Linked DNA regions of Zea mays: region 2 is linked to region 1. The links are chromatin contacts, called in public Hi-C maps. All regions are on one chromosome and are shown on one strand. Each heading gives the region's core, a stretch centred on a gene start, on an enhancer-like site or on the middle of the called end of the contact. The rest is flanking DNA. Distances are from core to core; before and after follow the strand shown. Region 1 holds the start of LOC100285568. Region 2 holds the start of LOC100285858 (prenyltransferase/ zinc ion binding protein).

Evidence for each region. Hi-C and Micro-C count contacts between places; a contact is called where the count stands out from the background.
Region 2: a Hi-C map of leaf shows a contact between it and region 1, with 7 times the contacts expected there. The contact joins the promoter of LOC100285858 here to the promoter of LOC100285568 in region 1. A contact is called at or near these places in 6 of 25 Hi-C or Micro-C datasets (bundle sheath, ear, endosperm and 2 more) and 1 of 3 datasets of contacts at active chromatin or transcription factors (leaf).

Annotation. Positions count from the first base shown.
Region 1 is chr2:153,859,037-153,862,346 of Zm-B73-REFERENCE-NAM-5.0, reverse strand. LOC100285568 reads left to right here and starts at 1,686. Exons shown (of 13, transcript NM_001158459.2): 1 at 1,686-1,780; 2 at 1,860-1,949; 3 at 2,641-3,227. The coding sequence starts at 2,688.
Region 2 is chr2:154,355,119-154,358,428 of Zm-B73-REFERENCE-NAM-5.0, reverse strand. It overlaps LOC100285858 (prenyltransferase/ zinc ion binding protein), which reads right to left and starts at 1,815. Exons shown (of 2, transcript NM_001158748.1): 1 at 434-1,815; 2 at 1-117. The coding sequence starts at 1,591.

The DNA of each region.
Region 1 (3,310 bases), core at 437-2,936:
ATTAATTCTCTTATTTTACTTTTTTATTGATATGTTGTCACTGGCTGTCATGCTGCATAGGAATATAAATGATACGAATATTATATATGCGTATTTAAATCTGATCCATCTAAAGGGGCTAAGATCCTATTCATATTCGAGTCTTGTTATTTAGTAACTGATTTATATTTGTATCCATATATTCAAATTCTGATATTTATCTATACCACTATATAATCCACCACTTCAAATAAATCTATAGTCACATCAACAAATGCACCCATAAAACAAACAATTAAAAATAAACGGACAAGATCCTATCTAAACTTCTTCGTTCTCTTACTCACATCCAACATATGATATTCTTCGGATCATCACTCATCCCACCCTCCCACCCCACAAGCATCACATACATAGACACGACAATTTCTTTCTTTATTTATTTTCTCTTTCTTTCCTTTATTTTCTGTCTTTCCTTTCTGTCCTCGTTTCCTTTATTTTCTTTACTTTCTTTCTTCTCTGCCTTCAATCATGTAGACGACGTTTTTTTTCTTTATTTTCTCTTTCTTTCCTTTTTTTGTTTTCTTTGATTTCTTTATATTTTAAAATTTTAATTAATTCTCTTATTTTACTTTTTTATTGACATGTTGTCATTGGCTGTCATGCTACATAGGAATATAAATGATACGAATATTATATATATGTATCTAAATCTGATCCATCTAAAGGGGCTAAGATCCTATTCATATTCGAGTCCTGTTATTTAGTAACTGATTTATATTTGTATCCATACATTCAAATTCAGATATTTAAGGTCTCGATATTCATTCAAATCTTATCCGACATAACTTAATAATATTTATACCTGATCCAAATCTAAAGAGTAAAACTGAAACAAAAATGGTATGAGAAATATTCGTCCGTATTTGATTCGATTATAACCCTAATGATGCGTATGGTGTGTAATGTTGGTGGAGCTGGTGCAGGTTTGATCGGTTCGACTAGAGTGCTTGATTTCCTGACTAAAATTTAGTATGCATCACATCGAACATTTGAATGTCAACTACATGTGTTAAATATAGTCTAATTATAAAACTAATTATTGTGACGAAAACTAAATGACAGACAATATTCTGTCAAATTCTTTTGTTTACCCGACTATTAGCATATATAACTATCCTACCAGCTTTGAGACAAAATCGCATGTATAATGTTGCTACTGTGACAGAAAATGTATAATTTATGTAAAGTTACAAGGGATAATCTAAAGGACCTTAACTAAACAAAAATAGTTATTCTATTGTTACTTTAGCTCACAATAATATTAGTAAGTGGAAATACGCTGTCACGATTCACAATTTTTTGTGCCATCTTGTTATCCTTATCAATTTTTGTCATAGTTCTTAATATGTATTCACTTTAATATCTTTTTAGATTTGTCTTTCTGTTAGTATGATCACCTTGCTAGTTTGGAACTGAGCGCGATAAATATAAAAAATGGAGGGAGTATATTTCATGGGCCCAGGTGCCCGATCTATTGGACGTGAGGCGCTTCTCTTTCGTCCCTTGCAGTTTCCACTAAACAGTTGCCCTGCCGCGTATGGTACGGTACGACACGTGGGCACATGAGTCAGGGGGCACGACAACAAGAACCAATGGAACCAGTACCTCTATTCCATTCCAGGCTGCTTCTTCCTGCGCGATTCGACACGGACTCAGACCCTCACACGCCTCCTCACCGGCTCACGACGTCGCCACCTCAGATCCGGCGACCGATCCCCTCCTCCTCGGCGAGGCGTAGGTGAGGCCATGATCTGCCCCTCCGGCCCTTCGCCCCCCTCCATGCTTCCCCGCCTCTGCGCTGATCTGGTCCCATCTAGCCCGCAGAGCCGAGCCGGACAACACAGCCACGACCACGAGGCGTCGTCGCGGAGTAGTCGGAGCCGTTTCTGCTGCCCCCCTCCTTCCCGGTAAGAGATCCCGCGCTTTAGCTTGTCCTGTTCTGCGGCGTCTTCTGCTTTGGCAACTCTTCTTCCCCAACCCCCTCCCCCTCCTCCGTGGGACGGTGGGAGTGGGTGAGAGAGCCCCGTCCCGTCTGTTACCGTCGTCCCCAGAGACCGGCCTCACAGCACTAACTCTGTTACTGTTAAAGTCTGTTCAAATTTAGGTCTATTGACGTGACAAGTGCCTCTAGTCTCACTGCTATCACTTGTGGCGTTGTGACTCCCTGAGACCCTGACCCCCTGTCCGTTATGATGCCCTGGGCAGCTTCATTGCCTCACCTAAAGTAAAAAAGCAAGCTGCGGCTTTCTAACATCATTTTGCTCTGCCCTGTTTGTCATGATCGTCGTACCTTTTATATTACTGAGCTTTGGAAGGTTCTTGCTTTGACGTAGAGCAAACTCTGAATCTGTCCGCTCAGATGCTGAGCTCATTGGTAACACCCTACTGTTGTTAGATTCTTGCCGTAGCTAGAATGTTGCCTTTTTTCCATTCCATTATGCTGCCTAGTGGTGTGGTACCCATGGCAAATATTCTATCATCATGGATCATCACCTGCGTTGCACTCACTCAATGTTGTTATGTACAAATTCAAGCGCATCAGATTTGTTACTTTTATAACACGCCAACACGCATAACCCCGTGGCTACTTTTATGCAGCCAAGTTTGTCAAGTTACGTCCGATGCTCCAGACATAGTAGAAAACCATGGGAGAAGTTAGTGATGACAATTCCAACCTGTCCTTTCTAAAAAGAATCGCAACAAGTGACGTACCGCTGTTGAAAGAGTATGGTGTAAATGGAGTTGTCGTCGCTCTGCTTCTTGCTGTAGTTACTCCCGTCTTGCTTTCCATGATGTTTGGCAAGAAAACAAAGCAGAGGGCGGTGCGAGCTAATGTGGGTGGAGAGGAAGGATTTGCCATGCGAAACAGTAGGTTTTCCTCCTTAGTTGAAGTCCCATGGGAAGGCGCCACCACGATGTCAGCTCTGTTCGAGATGGCCAGCAAAAAATACTCTCGACGGAGGTGTCTTGGCACGAGGAAGCTAATCAAGAGGGAATTTGTGGAATCTTCTGATGGTAGGAAGTTTGAGAAACTGCACCTTGGTGAATACGAATGGGATACGTACGCCGAGGCATTTAACCGCGCATGTAATTTTGCTTCTGGACTTGTCAAGATGGGCCACGACCTAGATAGTCATGCTGCTATCTTCTCTGATACAAGAGCTGAGTGGATCATTGCTGCTCAGGTAATCATATCATGTGTGCCATTGTATCAGAACACCTGTTGGAACTTGTGAAGCTCTCTGACTGTAGTATCATCTTTTTTCTT
Region 2 (3,310 bases), core at 566-3,065, 500 kb before region 1:
GTGTAAAACAGCCCTTCGACTCGAGTGTTCAGCTTTCATCTTGGCCTCGAGGTCCTTGACAGCGTTAGTGAGAGGCCTTGCATCCAGAGCTTTAGCCAGTTTACCATCTCCATCGTACTGCAGGAAGGTAGAGAGTGGCGCAGCCATCATCAGTTCAAAACGTGGCAAGGGATACCAGATCAGCCTGTGCGTGCATCTAGTTGCAGTAAACTTGTAGTATGTTTTGTCATCAAACAAAAATGGAACCCATTTTTTGACAAAAGAGAAGAACTATGGTTTATTCTGTAACCAGATGAAAAGACTGGCAAAGTGACCAGACCAGATTGGCCTGCGAACTCAGTTTCATCACAAAATATCTGGGAAGCAAACTCGGATCGATTCAGAAGCAATGTATGTTTAGTTCATTCACGAAGGTGTGAGTCAAAAGGCGAACCTTTTCCAGCTTCAGAGCGAGGTCCTTGAGCTCATCTTCCGAACGCGCCTTCTTATGAATCGCCTTGAGCACCTTGATCAAATGCGGCCGAAGGAACTGGGCGCAGTGCTTCTCGAGGTCACGGTCGGGGAAGGAGGAGTCGCATCCGAAGGGGCACTTCATGGGCCTCATGGGGCAGACGGTGACGCAGTGCCTGTCCATGTCGCGCCTGAGCAGCCGCTTCTCGCAGCCCTGCTCGCACTGGAGCGGCTTGTACGGGCAGGCGGCGTCGTGGTCCCGCGCGCAGCGGACGGAGACCCTGGCGCGGCATCCGTCGTTGGGGCAGGCGACGGGGCGGAAGCTGCACTGCTGCTTGTGGTCCGCCAGGCGCGCCTCGCTCTCGTACTTCTCGGGGCAGTGGAACCGGGTCCTGAGGTCCACGTTCTTGAGCAGCGTCTCGGCGACGGCCTCCCGCCGCTCCAGCGGCCAGAACCGGGTCGCCTCCATCTCCTGCACCAAGTCGTCGATCTTGTCGTCGCGGCTGTCGCTCAGCAGCCACCCGGAGACGTGGCCGATGATGTTGCGCTTCGTGCTGCCGAAGTCGTCCATGAACACGGACACGGCCTCGAACGGGTCGTCGGGGACCGCCGCGTCGGGCCCCTCCTGATTGGCCTCCGACTCGATCAGCGCGTCCGCGATGAAGCTCTCGCTCCGCTGCGTGATGTAGTCCACCATCTCCCTGCGCAGGTCCACGGCCACCACCGACGGGCTGTGGAACGGGTCCCCCGTCGTGCCGTCCACGCACACGGCGGCGAGCCCCGGTAGCAGGATCTGCGCTAGCTTGTGCATCGCCTCCGAGTCGCAGTACGGGCACTGGATCAGCGGGCCCTCGCCTCGCTCCGTGCCGGGCTCCGCCACCGGGAGCTCCATCCGCGCCGTCGCCGCCTGCTTTGTGATCAGGCCAGGAACCTGCACACGGGAAGGCGCCGTGCCGAGCAGCTCAGCGGCGTTCTCAAGTTTTTCCGATGAAATATACATCTGCCGCTCGATCTCTGCAACTGTTATTGTTTCAGACGAAACAGAAACATTTTTTTTCTTTCGGGGATATTGTAGGCGGGGGATTTGAAAGCTCGCAACAAAGAAATGCACAGCGCATCCAAAGAAGGGGCCGGGGCTCATCCGAATCGAACGTACCTGAGGAAGGAGAGAAGGAATCAACCGCCGGCGGACGGGAAGGGCGGCGTCCAGGACACCTGCGGGCTGCGGCAGCCTGGATCGAGGCCGGCGTGGTGTTGGGCGCGGGGAGAGAAGAAGAGGAGAGGGGAGGCAGGGCGGAGCAGGCCTGTATTCCCTTCCCTTGTCTGGATGGGGACTGGGGAGTCGTGGGGAGCAGAACACAAACACCTCCCAGGTAAACGGGCATGGCCGGCGAGCGGTCTATTATGAATAATAGGTGGAAAACCAGTTTGGGAGAAAGTGACTCTTGTCTTATTCCAGAGATTAATTATATTTATATATAAATGAAGAGGTGTATCTTAAGGATGTGTTTCTTAGGAATAACTACCGTACCTCTTAGATTGGTCACACATGTACATATTACAATATTTCTTACGAGCACGTGTAGATAACATGTTATGAATAAGTGGAAAACGAGTTTGGGAGAAGTGATTGTTGTCTGTTATTCTAAGGAGTAATTACATTTATATACAAGTGAAGGGGTGCATGGGATAATAAAGTGGTGAACGCCCTTGTGAAGATGTCGTCGGGACGAATGACCGTCCTACCAGCAGTTTTCGCTAACGACCTCTTCGAACCAAGCGTTCGTTATGGCGAAACTTGTCGAGAGGTCAGGCAACCCTCAGGCATGGTCCCTCTAGCCCACAAGTCTGTCGTTGTCGTAGAAGGTGCAGACCCCCAACAGGTCCCGTATGCGAATGGAGAATACCGTACCATAACTTCTTGTCTAATGGCTCACTTCCCGAGGACGAAACGGAGGAGTGAAGGCTCCATCGATCAGCCATGTCCTTTGTCCTAATTGGGGAAGACCTGTACAAAAAGGGACATTGGAATAAAGCAACGTTGCATCTCGATCGAACATGGGAGGCAACTCCTAGAGGACATCCATAGCGGGACCTATGGACACCATGTCGCCCCATCTCGTGGGAAACACCTTCCGACATGGCTTCTATTGGCCTACCACACACACCAGGTGGTGCGAACACGTGAAGGGTGGCAATATTACACACAACAAACCCACCTGCCCGCATGCGCTCCAAACAATCCTCGTCACCTGGTCATTCGTGGTCTGGGGCTCGATCTAATCGGACCCCTTAGAAATGCACCTGGGGCTACACTGTAACACCCAATTTGTAGATAAAAATAAGATAGTACATCTCAACCTATGTATTGCCTCATACTCATCATCACATGGTAATAACCACATATGAGAGAACAAATGATTAAGACCACTAAAATAAATCATGTCTCGTGTTGGAGTTTTGGTTGCTTGTACATTTAATAATACTGATAATATTACTAAGGGCACATTAATAATGAGAATTAAGGATTTAATTCACATTCAATTATAGGATTTGGAAATAAAATTAGAGATAAAAGAGAAGTAAGAAAAGAAATAGAGGAATAAGAGACTTACATAAAATATACCTAGAAATATATTTGCAGAGTTAGTACCTTAAATGTGTAATGTAATTTGAAGACAAATTTGCCACAGTATCAAATTTAAATTTGAAAGGAAATTTGATTTGGAAAGAAATCAAAAGAAAATAAAAAGGAAAATAAAAGAAAAAGAAAAGAGAATGTACCCGTATTGGGCTCAAACCCTCAGCCGCCCCAAATTCCCTCTGCCCGCTTACCTCGCTCGGACCTGCTGGCTCGCGC